2 separate regions of the Sus scrofa genome follow, and region 2 is linked to region 1. The links are chromatin contacts, called in public HiChIP or PLAC-seq maps. All regions are on one chromosome and are shown on one strand. The core of a region is the stretch at or near the end of the contact, and the rest is flanking DNA. Distances in the headings are between cores, read along the strand shown.

Region 1 (6,286 bases), core at 1,147-3,646:
AATAAATGTACAAGGCAGCAATTATTACCAAACTTGAAAAAAAAAGTCTGAATGTTTTGGTCTTAAAAAAAGTGTTAAAAATAGTATTTAAAGAATGAAAGATACATCCCTCTCCTTGCTTTTCATTTTTTATCCTCTTGCCATGCAATCTTTTCCTGGCCTCTCTATTGCTCTCATCATCATTCTAACAAGATCTGACTTCACCCTTCCTTTGGGTCTTGGTAAGTTTTACCCGTTTTCCTGACCAGTGCACCCACCCAGACTAGAAGACTCCAGTTTCCATTTCTTCCATCCCAATGATTGGCTTTATAACTTGGGTGATGTGATATATGGGTCAAAGGAGAAACATGTCTGCTATTCATCTTCTTGATTTTATTAGGTCATTTCTTCTTGGCCAGCTCCAAATAAATGTGATTTCCCCAAACCATACTGAAATCTCTGACTTTGGAAATGCAGATGACCTGAATCAGAGTGTAAGACAATGGAAATATTTTTAGTATTCTGGATTCTAATCAGATCAGAATACTGTTTAGAGCCTCCCTGAGCAGCTTTCTTTGGTGCCTTTAAAAAAGATCCGCTTCATGTTCCAGAGGCCTGTGATTGTATACACCAAGAGCATTTAAAAATGTTGAGTTGGGTGGTTTAATCCAGGCAGTTTTAGGGATTTATATATTTTAAGTGGTGGTGATTAATTGGTTCCTATTTAATAACGACCCATAGCCAGGAGATTCAAACTCACTAATGGGACTGGATGTGTAACTTATGTAACGAAGCAGGCTGGGTTAGAAATGAATTGGTAGAGACCGGTGATCTAGAGAGGTATGGCCCATTTAAGTCTGTCAGTTTCCTCTCATCCTTAGCTGTTATAATGCATACCTAAAATACATTGTAGCACTGTAAATTCCAAATGAGCATTTCTAAGATCAGGCTTTTGCTTGCACCTCACCAACCCTGGAATTGAATTTAGTTGCCATCCCAGAGCAAAAACCTTTGGGTAGTCCTACTGTCTGCTCTGGGGTGTGGGGTGGAGTGTGGGATAGAGACTGGCCTGGTTCCATCTCTGGCATTTGGGATGATTTTGCAGCAGATTATTGAGTGGCAAACAAATCTGCAGAAATAATTTTGTCAAAATGAATAGGTCAGCAGTCAATCAATCATGCTTAAAAAAAAAAACCTGTGTTTCTAACTTCAATGAATCTTTGATTAGCATGTTATTTGAGAATAATTTTGTCTGTTGTTCAGAGTTTTTCCTACTTTTAAAAAGGTGTTGTTTAGCTTTATTTGTAATAGTGAACACTTCAAGGCAGGGCAGAGTACCTGCCTTCAGTGTACTCTGAATTTACCAGCAAGTCATTAAACCAGTGTTTAATTGTGCTACTGAGACAAATTGTGTTCAGTCAAATCATGTGGAATCCTTTTCTAGTCACATCACCTCTTCCTTTCCTTTACACTTGTCCCTAAAAACCCTCTCTGGGTCCTTTCCAGGGTACTCAGAAAGTACTCAGGTGATAGAGTGTCAGACAGAAGGAGGCGAAGCACAGGAGTTTATTGGGCTCTGCATAAACTGGGTGGTGGGCACTTCAGTAATTTTTTTTTTAATTACTCAAATGAATTTATCACATCTGTAGTTGTATAATGATCATAACAATCTGATTTCACAGGATTTCCATCCCACAGCCCAGGCACATCCCCCACCCCCCAAACTGTCTCCTCCGGAGACCATAAGTTTTTCAATGTCTGTGAGTCAGCATCTGTTCTGCAAAGAAGTTCAGTCTGTCCTTTTTTCAGATTCCACATGTCAGTGAAAGCATTTGATGTTGGTGTCTCATTGTATGGCTGACTTCACTTAGCATGATAGTTTCTAGGTCCATCCATGTTGCAAAAAAATGCTGGTATTTCGTTCTATTTAATGGCTAATATTCCATTGTTTATATGTACCACATCTTCTTGATCTACTCCTCTGACGATGGACATTTAGGTTGTTTCCATGTCTTGGGTATTGAAAAGAGTGCTGCAATGAACATTGTAGTACATGTGTCTTTGCGAGTCATGGTTTTCTCTGGATAGATGCCCAGGAGTGGGTTTGCCGGATCAAATGGTAGTTCTATGTTGCACTTCAGTAATTTTGGAAGACTGTTTTTGTGCAGAGATGGGTAGAGAGACCAACCTGGTGACTCTTCCAAGCTAAAGAAGCTTGGGTCTTCCCAGTAGTTGTCCTAATGCAGCTAGTGTGCAGCAAAGGTTTGCCACTGATGCCTCAAATGCTTTATCAGATGGGAGGGACTAAGGGATGAGATGGGAGCAAGCTGGCTTCTTGGATGTGATGGATACAAACTCTTCAAGGATATGCTTGTCATCCCAGCTGCAGGAGTATAGTCAGCAGGGGGCAGTCCACATCCAGCAACTGTGAGAGCCCAGGGTCAAAAGCCAAATTTAGGACCATTCTGACAGCTGTTTGACCCCTGCAGGGTCAGTCAAAGTGTTTTCAGGACTGCATTGCTGCTGGACTTTCATGACCTAACATCATGAAGCTCTGGGGAAAAGCAGAGTGACAAGGCTTGTTGGAGAAGGTGCAAGGAAGTAGGTAAACATTCTGTTGCACCAGAAACAACACAACACCAAAAAACATCGAGGGGCCAGAACAGTAGCATGAATGATAGAAGCATTCCAATTCTAATCTAATAGGAAGGGGTGCTGCCTGCAGTCAGCTGGAGGCTCAGACACCCTGCACAGGTCTCACCCAACTCAGTTCCATCCAATTTCTGCATCAGGACCACGTGATCCATTGTTGCCACATTTTTCTAGATTAAGGAGAAGCCAAAATTTTATTACTGTGAAATTTTTGAATTCTTATAAATGTACAAATTGTGAGTACGTGATCAATTCTAGTCTCCTAGCATTTTTTCATTCTATACGTGGTTTGGGGGAATGGTAAAAACATAGGTCATCAGGCACAAATATGCCTCGCTTTCCGCAGGAGAAGAAATACCTCTGGTTGAGCAGGTCCAAGAAGCCAAACAGTCTGATTTGCATCTGTAATGCATACTTTTTTTCCCTTTTTACTGCTTACACTTTGAAATCCTCTAGAGCATCTTGGGATAGCATTTGTGCAGCAAACTCGGCAAGGGGTGAGTTATTTAGAGACTTATAATCCGATTACTGGCAAAAGTTGTATTTCCATTTCACCCTTAGATAGGGTACAAATTTAGGAACCTAATATGTAAAAGGCAATTAAATATACCATTTTAAATACGTAAAAGAGCTGTTCCAAGGGCTCTTTCCTTAGGTTCCCCATAAAATCAAGAGCAAGGGAATGAGCAATGGGGAGTGGATCTGTTGCAGGAAGAAGGACCGCTTCCAGGACCTGAGAAGGGGCTTTTGTGTAACACTTAGAAATGAATTGTCCCAGGAGACATACACGGTGACAAAGCAAGAGACTTTATTGGGAAGGGGTGCCCAGGTGGAGATCAGCAGTGTGAGGGAACCCAGGAGAACGGCTATGCCACGTGACTCGTGACTCGCAGTCTCTGGTTTTATGGGAATGGGGGTGAGTTGCCTCTGGCCAATTGTTTTGCTTGGCCCATAACCGATCTGACTCAGGGTCTTCTTGGTGACACACGCGCACCTCTCAGCCAAGATATATTCCAGCACCAAGGATCCTGGGAGGTTGGCAGTCTCCTCCCTCTTATTGGCTCCTCCCACCTCCTCCTGGTTAGTCTTCAGGTCAGCACCTGAGTTCCTGAGTTCCTTATCAGGGCCTCCTGCTGTGAGACAACTCCTGCAAGCAGCTATTGTCTTGCTTGGCCACAATGGGCAGATTCATGCGTCAGTGGTTCCTTAATAGATTTTCTTTGCCAGTGGAAGAAAAGAAGTCTGTTTGTCTGAACTGTGGGGTGGCTTTCTAAAAGTGGGTTTCTACCTGTGCAGGAAACTGGCTCTGGCACTTGTAGACCCATTTCTATATTCCATCAACCTATGGGCTTCTTTGATTTTTCTAGAATTATACTTCTGGATCAGATTCATGAAGGAATTTATACTATTGGGAATTTCCTGGACCACTATGTCTTCTAAAACTCCTCTCTCTGTCCTGGAGGGCTTTGTTGAAAAACATGCCTGATATCCCATGAATATATTTCAATAGACAAAAATCTGAACTCTTTTTTCAACCACCATCACAATACCTTCTATTTCTTTCCACACTCAATCACATCTGCCTGTGGTGAGGGTTCTGGTGAAATACTCAGTTTCCTAGCCCTTCAGCATTTCCTTAAGCACAAAATAACTGCAATCTTAAGAAGCAATCAGCAGGCTTCTTAAGGCTCACCTGCAATTGAAGGCACCATGTTGCTTGTTAATTTACATTGCAAATACAGGACTGGTGGCCTTAACCAGACACTTTAATGGCAAGAGTGCCTTGTCACACAAGGAAGGAATCTGCCCTCTTTGTGTGCCATCACACAATCCTGAACTGAAAAAAATGTACCATTTCCCTAAAACATTTTTGCTTCCAACATTTGCAGAAGATTTGTGCCCTCTTGAAAAACCCTGTTTTGCTTTTCCCCATCTGTGATTCATGGGCATTTGTGCCACTTCTTTTCTTTATTTTCTGTGGGTGGCATGGACGCCTGTTAAATGCTGCTGATATTTAATCATCAGGGTTAAGGAAATGAGCATTTGGGCTTACTTTGGGGATAAAAGGACTACTTAGGTAAAAACATTAACAGAAAGATGGAAATTATTTAATTCGCTTATTTCAAGGATTCTTTGTCATATTTAAGACCCCAGGTGTGAGCCTTGTTCTGCTCCCCATTGTGAAACTGATTAGGAGTAATGAAAAGGTAGCAGTTGAGGCTGCAGAGTTGTTCTTATGATTTTTTACTTTAAAGTGCTATTTAACAGAAAACTGGGTATAGAAGGAGATATAACCTTTTTTTCCCTAATAAAACATACGTATGGAGAGAGAAATATGTCACTAAAAAATCGAAACTTGGACCTGAAAGTTGTGTCCGTAGTGTATTAAACAATTCTAATCAGCTAGATATCTGGAATCTGTTATAATGTTGAGAGAATTTGTGTTTGGTCTAAGCAAAACATTAATCACTGATCTATTTAGCTTTGCTTTAAACTCAGTAGGCCTGGCCTTTTCCTGCCTGAAATAGCCTTCTACTTTTATATTAATGCTTCTAAACAGGCTATTGATGTCTTAGTGCCTTTCAATCAGATTTTTCTAGACCAATCATTTAGCGAAGCATTTATCATCCACGTGGGAATCCCATGCTGGACTCTGTGACTCTGGAATACAAAGTGGAGATAAAATAACGTCCCTCACATTCTTTTAGAGGAGTAGTTAATTTAAATAAAGCAAATAACACTAAGCCATTGTATGCAAAAAAAAAAAAAACTGAATTATATGGTATGAATTCATTGATTTATTGAATATAGTCATTCATTGAATCGATACTTATTGAGTTCTTACTGTGCACCAGCCACTACTTCAGGCTCCTGGAGTACCGGGATAAACAAACCAGCCATGGTTGATGCTCCTCAGTGAATCATTCAGTCTATGAAATTTCAGAAAAGCATGAGCCAAAGAAATGAGAAGAGCCTTCTTGATGGAGTCAGGCCATATGCTGAGCACCGAGAGATAGGCAGTTGAACTTTATCCCTCCAAAAAATAAGTGGAAGTCCAAACCCCTTGGTACTTAAGAATGCGACATTTTTAGAAATAGGAATTTTCCAGATTCCTCCAGTTAAGATGAGGTCATCCTGAATTAGGTGGATACTAATCCAATATGAATGGAAGAGGAGATGAGGAGTTTCTTGGTGGCTCAGTGGGTTAGGGATCCAGAATTTTCTTTGTTGTGGTATGGGGTTGATCCCTGGAAATTAATAAAATAAAATGGTAACCATTAAAAAAAAAAAAAAAAAAAAAAAAAGAGGAGATGAGACCTAGACTAAAACAGAGAAAACAGCCATGTGAAGGCAGAGGCAGAGCGTGGATTGATGTGTCTATAATCCAGGGAATGCCAAGGACTGCTAGTAACAGCAGAAGCTAAGAGGCAGGCATGGAACCAGTTCTCCTCTGGAACTTTCAGAGAGAGCAAGTCCTGCCAACACCTTGATATCTGACTTCTGGCCTCCAGCACTGTGAGAGAATTTCTGCTGTTTTAAGCCACCTAATATGTGTTATTTTTTTATGGCAACACTGGGAAACCTACACAGGAAACAAAGGCCAGACAGTGAGAAAGGAAGTACAAACACAGAGATGGAACAGAAACAGAAAGTG
Region 2 (6,463 bases), core at 1,213-3,712, 140 kb after region 1:
CACTGTTCATTCTGGTCATATTCAATTTTACTAGAAAGGTCTCTGATTTCTTTTTCTAGGAAGACTGAATGTTTCCTTTGGAAAGCTCGGCTCGTTGCAAATATAAGGTTTTCTTTAGTTACACAGAGTATAATTGGCTACAGGATGACGGCTAGTGCAACAGCCCATGTTTCATTTATTTGCATTTTCCAACAAAGATTTTAGGCCAGTGTAAAGGCATTTTTGGATTCTTTTAAGTCTGCACTTATGAAGTTTGGAGAAAGTATCAGGTGTAGACTTTACAACTTGGTTACTGCATTATATAACAGCTATGAAAAAATAAACTTTTTTGTTTTTTTTTGTTTTTGCTTTTTAGGGCCATACTGGTGGCATACAGAAGTTCCCAGGTGAGGGGTCAAATCGGAGCTACAGCTGCCTGCCTACGCCACAGCTGCAGCAACATAGGATCCAAGCCACATCTTCGATCTGCACCACAGCTCACACCACAGCCCACAGCAATGCCAGATCCTTAACCCTCTGAGCAAGGCCAGGGATTGAACCTGCATCCTCATGGATCCTAGTTGGTTTCGTTAACTGCTGAGCCACAACGGGAACTCCTGGAGAAGTAATCTTCATTCCTCACAGTGTTTCTTTTCTGCTTGGTAACAACGAATGGGATTTAAAACCACGTTAGCAAGGATATGCGAATAACAAGAAAATATCAACATCTGCAGATGTACAGGTTTCTTTAATAAAAACTCAACTTGACATGTATCCATCGTGTTTTTTTTCTGGCTGCACCCACAGCATGCAGAAGTTCTTGAGTCAGGGATCAAACCTGAGCCACAGCAGTGACCATGCTGGATTCTTAACTGCAAGGCCACTGGGGAGCTCCTCATTCATCTCTTAATTCAGATATTCATTCCCATTGTGGTTTTTTTTTTTTTTTGGTCTTTTTGTCTTTTTAGGGCCGCACCCACAGCATATTGAGGTTCCCAGGCTAGGGGTCAAATAGGAGCTGTAGCTGCTGGCCTACGCCACAGCCACAGCAACGCCGGCTCTGAGCCGCATCTGCAACCTACACCAGAGCACATGGCAATGCCAGATCCTTAATCCACTGAGTGAGGCCAGGGACTGAACCCGCAACCTCATGGTTCCTAGTCGGATTCGTTTCAACTGCGCCATGACAGGAACGCCTCCATTGTGTTTATTTAACAAAAATTTATTGAGCATCTATCCTGTGTCATGCAGGAACTAGGTGCTGGGGGTGCAAGGGGCACAAGGTAAATGTGGTAGACCAGATCCCACCCTCCCAGAGCTCCTGGTCCAGCAGAGAAAACAGAGAATAAAATACCAGATTTCTTATGAATGTTATGGGGGGACATGCTGGACCCGATCATATGATTTATTCACTGTCATTCAGACAGGCTTCTTGGAAAAAGTGGTATTAAATTTTGTGCCAGCATGACAAGTAAAAACCAGGCAATTAAGAGGGGATAGATAGCGTGTTCTCTACAGGTCGCTCCCAGAAGTGTGGATGAAAAAGGTAAACTTTTAGAACCTGATCAGTAGTAAACATTTTAATATGGCAACATAATTCCCAAACCCTATCCTCTTCTCCCTCTTCTGTATTTTTCATGTGGCCAGGGACTTCTGGCATGCTGTAGTTGTCCCAGTTATTCCCAATCATTCTCCTCCTCCTGTATCTGTGTTCTTTGTAAAGTGCTTTAATAGCTCCTTATCAAGAAGTGAGGTCTCTTTCCTATGCCCTAAATCTGGCTTGGCTTTGCATCTTCCATTGACCCATCAAATGCAATGGAAGTGACCTTGTATCTGTTCTGAGCCTTAGCCTCAAGAGGCCATGAATGCTTCCACTTGCTTTTTCCAACCCTACTCCACCATGTAAACAAACTTGAGCTAGCCTCTTGGAAAATAAGATACATATGGAAGAAAGCCAAGAGTCCTTAGCCTTTAGCCAGCCAACCCCCAAACACGTTAGAAAGTGCAGCAAGAAATAGCAGGGACACCTACCTGACCCACAGCCAACCATGGGTGCATGAGTGAGCTCAGTCCAGCCCAGAAGAACCATCCACCTGATCTATGGACTAAGAACAAAACCAAGTGAGTGTCATTTTAACTCAATGAGTTTAGCCATTGTGTCAGTTTTGTTCATTTCCCTTAAATGGAAATAATTTATTACCATTATTATTATTATATGAGTTCAGCATTCTCATTGAAAAAAAGTCGAAGAAATAAGTGAAAACCCACTCTCCCATCTTTTGCTCCACCACCCCACTTCTCAAAGCATCGCCTTTGGCTGTTATAGTTTCCTGTGAGGAGCCTGTGTCTTGATGGAGACTATGAGTTCCGTGACATTCATTTTTATTATGCAATAGGAAGTGCAAACCAGTCTGGTAGAATTCAGGTCCCCACTGTCATTCGGGCTTTGCTGTGGGGTATTGACTAACTTCCTGCTTGGCTCCGCAACAGCCGCAGGCAGCTGTGGGCTTTCTGCATCTATGATCCTCCAGGCTGTCATTCTTTACTATTGGCTCAGGCACCAGAACTCAGTTCTCTGCATCTGCTCCTTCCTAGTTCTAATTGGGTACTGGGTTATTCCTCAGGGAATACTGGCCAGCTCGGTTGCTAGATTCTGCTCACTAATTTCACACTCTAGAGTTGAACTCTCCTTTTCTGAATTCTAGTAGTAAACACATAACAGAATTCTCCCTTGGAGAGTCTTTGGAGAGTGGTGTAAGGCATATCCCTAATTGCCTTGCTTTTATTTCTCTGCGGAAAACTAGGACTCCTGGCTGCTAGAATTTGTGTTCACCAGAGAAACAGTTTTATTTGCATTTCTCCTGATACTGGTGTTATGGATTTAAGAAACAACCAGAAAAGGAGAACTTGGTCTTAACCATTTTAAATGGGCAACGTGTGTCTTTCTGGGGTTTGAACATGAACAAGCAGGGTATAAAATTCGGCCAGCTAATTATGAAATGATGGGGGGTGATGCCTCTCGGGTTCCAAGGCAAAAAGCCAGAGCACAGAAACAGACCTTGGAAAGAAGGTGTTCAAAGTGACTGTCATTGTTCTTAACTGAACTCTTCTCTATCCTAGGAGAGGGGTTAGAGGTGGAGAGGCTAGAAACCAGCTATGAGAGAGACTTTGAAATAACCTGTGTGAGTGTGTGTGTGTGTGTGTGTGTGAGAGAGAGAGAGAGAGAGAGAGAGAGAGAAAGAGAGAGAGGTGAACATCTATTTCTTATTGAGGAGGGATGAGAAGGGAGAAATGCCCCCCCCACACTCCCCAATGAAACATCAAGAGAGAGAGACTTTCATGGGACCACATGGAAATCTTGCAATCTTGTGATTTGTTTCTAGTCATTGAAGGGACACCATTTCAAAAAGAAGAAGAAGAAGTACGGGAGGTTAGCTGGATAGCCTAGGGACACAGAGCAGATAACTGCTTGGCAAGTAAGTCTCCAGCCACTGATGACAAGTTGAAGAGGTGAGTAAGGTGTGTTTCCCATGGACTGGATGAGGCCATGGAGAAAAACCTTGGATAGCTGAGGTCACGTGACTGCCCGGAGTGGCAAGGACTCTGCAGGACAGGGCAAGGTCCATCCACAGGAGGACCACTGAGCCAACACCAGATCTTCTGGTGAGAGGTGGCCTTCAGGGTACTCAGGAAAGCACACCAAGAAGAGTGTTCACCTCTCTGTCCTTCCCTGCTATGCCAGAGTGTGAGACACCACAGCCCATGCCAATGCCTAGCAAAAAGACCTTTCCTAGCGCCTCACCTCTCCTTCCTCCTACGTCCACCCTCCTGGGGGCAGACATGGTAGGAACCAAGCAGAGGGTACAGGGCTAAGAACCTGGAGGCAGACAAAGAGAAAGACTCTGTGCCAGGAACAGGCCTAAATGGCCAGGAGAGAAGGGCTTTCTTGAAATAAAGTTCAAAATTATAACTAATGTAAGGAACTAGGCACTTAAAATATTAGTTCAATAAGACTTTCTGTGACTTGAAGGAGCCAAAGGATTTTGAGGTCTTCTGTGTTCAAATTAATAGTTAAATAAATCCACAGGTTAAAAAAAAAAAAAAATCAGACAAACCAGGGAGTCCCTGCTGTGGTACAGTGGGTTAAGGATCTAGTATTGCCACCGCTGTGGTGTAGGTCACAGCTGCAGGTTGGGTTCTGTCCCTGGCCTAGGACCTTTCATATGCCATGGATTCAGAGAGCCAAAAAAAAAAAACCCAGAATCTGATGTAATTACAAAATTTTCTTTAAGATTATTGCAAAGTATATTTAGCCTGAATTATGGAATTTAAGTATATCACCCTTGTTGATTATCTGTCACCCATTTAAAATAGTTCTTTAAGTTTAAATACCATGTGTTAGCTTTTAAAATAAGTGCTGTTTCATTTGATCTTCACAAAAACCCATACAGCTGTAGGTTGGTGTTATGATCTGATTATTTAGATTGCAGCTCACAAGAAATCAATTAAATGGCCCAGGCTCATTGATAAGTAGTAGATTCAAATTAAGAAATGGATTTCAGGAGTTCCCATCATGACTCAGTGGTTAGGGGACCCGACTGGCATCCATGAGGATGTGGGTTCCATCCCTGGCCTTGCTCAGTGGATTAAGGATCCGGAGTTGCTGTGAGCTGTGGTGTAGGTCGCAAACATGGCTTGGGTCCAGCATTGCTGTGGCTCTGGGGTAGGACAGTGGCCACAGTTCTGATTGGACCACTCGTCTGGGAACCTCCATTTGCTGCGGGTGTGGCCCTAAAAGACCAAAAAGAAAAAAAGGGATTTCAGGTTTCTGACCTGTAGTAGAGCTCTCTTCTCATAATTTAATTGGGTTGAGTTTCCCTACTTCCACCTTCATGCTCAATAATTCATTCATCTATTCATCCATACATTCATGCTGCTGTTTTTTTCCAATACAAAGTTATCAAGCACTGAGCATGCTCCAGTAGGGGAGATTGCTATTCATCACAAAAATTAAAAATATAGTTGCAGGAGTTCCCATTGTGGCTCAGCAGGGTTAAGGATGTGACACAGTGTCCATGAGGACTCAGATTCAATCCCTGGCCTCGCTCAGTGGGTTAAGGATCTGGCATTGCCGTGAGCTATGGCATAGGTTGCAGATGCAGCTTGGCTCTGATGTTGCCATGGCTGGTGTTGCATAGGCCTGCAGCTGCAGCTCCAATATGACCCCTAGCCTGGAAACTTCCATTTCCTGGGGGTGCATCTGAAAAAAAAATGTAATTGCAAGCTACAAAACCTCCAAGGAAAATGACACTATGCTTCCTCTTATGGTTGGTGTGTAGCATCCTAATCACTTGAGAACTGATGCTGCAGGTGATTCAGGAGCAGGTACAATCCAGGGAGAAGACCCAGGAGGCATGACGATCCTGTGACTCTAGGGTGTGTGTGGGAGAGTGGCTTCCAGGAGAAGCCCGCCAGGGTGATGCTGCACTGGCCGCCTTCAGGACCTGAGTCTTACCTAAAAATGACAGGAGGCCACGTTCGGATTTTAAACTCAGGCATCAGGATTACAAAGCCAGCTAAGCTACGGGAGACAGGATTAGGAAGATAAATGCAATGTCCCAAATAACCTGGCTCATAAATTCAAAGAAGTGTTCTCTCTGCTCCCTAGCCCATGAAATTCTTCTGTTCTCGTGACTGAGAGTTGTTGATAACTGATTGTTTTGATAGATCTAAAAATTCATTCCTGAGTACCTGAGAAACCATATCATACATGTGCTTTTTTTCTCCTAATAAAATAGCAGTATTATGGATGCTTGTCTTTCTTGAGTTTGGCCATTTACTCATCCAGTAAGCTTGTGGAAACACCTGTTTTGAACAGCACCCTGTGAGGGGATGACAGATAACCTCTGCCTTCAAGGACCCTCTGTTCGCTTAAGATAGTGCTTGCTTTTTTACAGTAAGAGAGCATCATTCACCCTGATTCAGGAAGAAAGGACACTGGACTGTGCTCCAGTAGTTTGTAGAGTTTTGTCTGAATTATTAATATTCCTTTTCCCATTTCTTTTTTTTTTTTTTCCAGCAGGATGATTGGTTAAATCTATGCGAGCAGTAGAATTTGGTGATATTAACTGATATGTGTGTGTGTGTGTGTGTTTGTGTATCTACAGCTACCTATGTGTTTTAAGCTTGGGTCTTATGTGATCTGATTTGTAGTCAGATAAATTATTATATTCTATACATAATTACATGTGTGAGTTTACACACACACACAGTCCCTTAACTTAATTTCTGCTAAATACATGCATAGACCATGATGCTCTATACTATTCAGATACCCTGAATGCTTCTGGAACGAATACAACTTGATAGCGATTTCATTCTTGTGAGAGAAATTCTGAATTTCCATCTACTTTCTGTTTGATTCCCTTGGGGGGAAAAAAATAACTAGGCAACAATTCAGATAATGCAGACACTACCTTCATCT

The links. HiChIP or PLAC-seq counts read pairs in DNA pulled down with a chosen protein or histone mark.
Region 2: a contact with region 1 is called in an H3K27ac HiChIP or PLAC-seq map of alveolar macrophages, with 7 times the contacts expected there. The contact joins two enhancer-like sites. A contact is called at or near these places in 5 of 47 Hi-C or Micro-C datasets (alveolar macrophages, embryonic fibroblasts, heart right ventricle and 2 more) and 1 of 2 datasets of contacts at active chromatin or transcription factors (alveolar macrophages).

The regions. Positions count from the first base shown.
Region 1 is chr15:127,093,010-127,099,295 of Sscrofa11.1, forward strand. The region is part of intron 3 of NYAP2 (neuronal tyrosine-phosphorylated phosphoinositide-3-kinase adapter 2); the gene reads left to right. Among named protein-coding and RNA genes, the nearest start is that of NYAP2, 64 kb to the left of the region's middle. Within about 2 kb of position 2,397, at least 2 of the 83 cell types and tissues checked have an H3K27ac peak or open chromatin away from gene starts, as enhancers often do. A contact at or near this core is called in alveolar macrophages, where this site is marked.
Region 2 is chr15:127,228,624-127,235,086 of Sscrofa11.1, forward strand. The region is part of intron 6 of NYAP2 (neuronal tyrosine-phosphorylated phosphoinositide-3-kinase adapter 2); the gene reads left to right. Among named protein-coding and RNA genes, the nearest start is that of NYAP2, 200 kb to the left of the region's middle. Within about 2 kb of position 2,463, at least 3 of the 83 cell types and tissues checked have an H3K27ac peak or open chromatin away from gene starts, as enhancers often do. A contact at or near this core is called in alveolar macrophages, where this site is marked.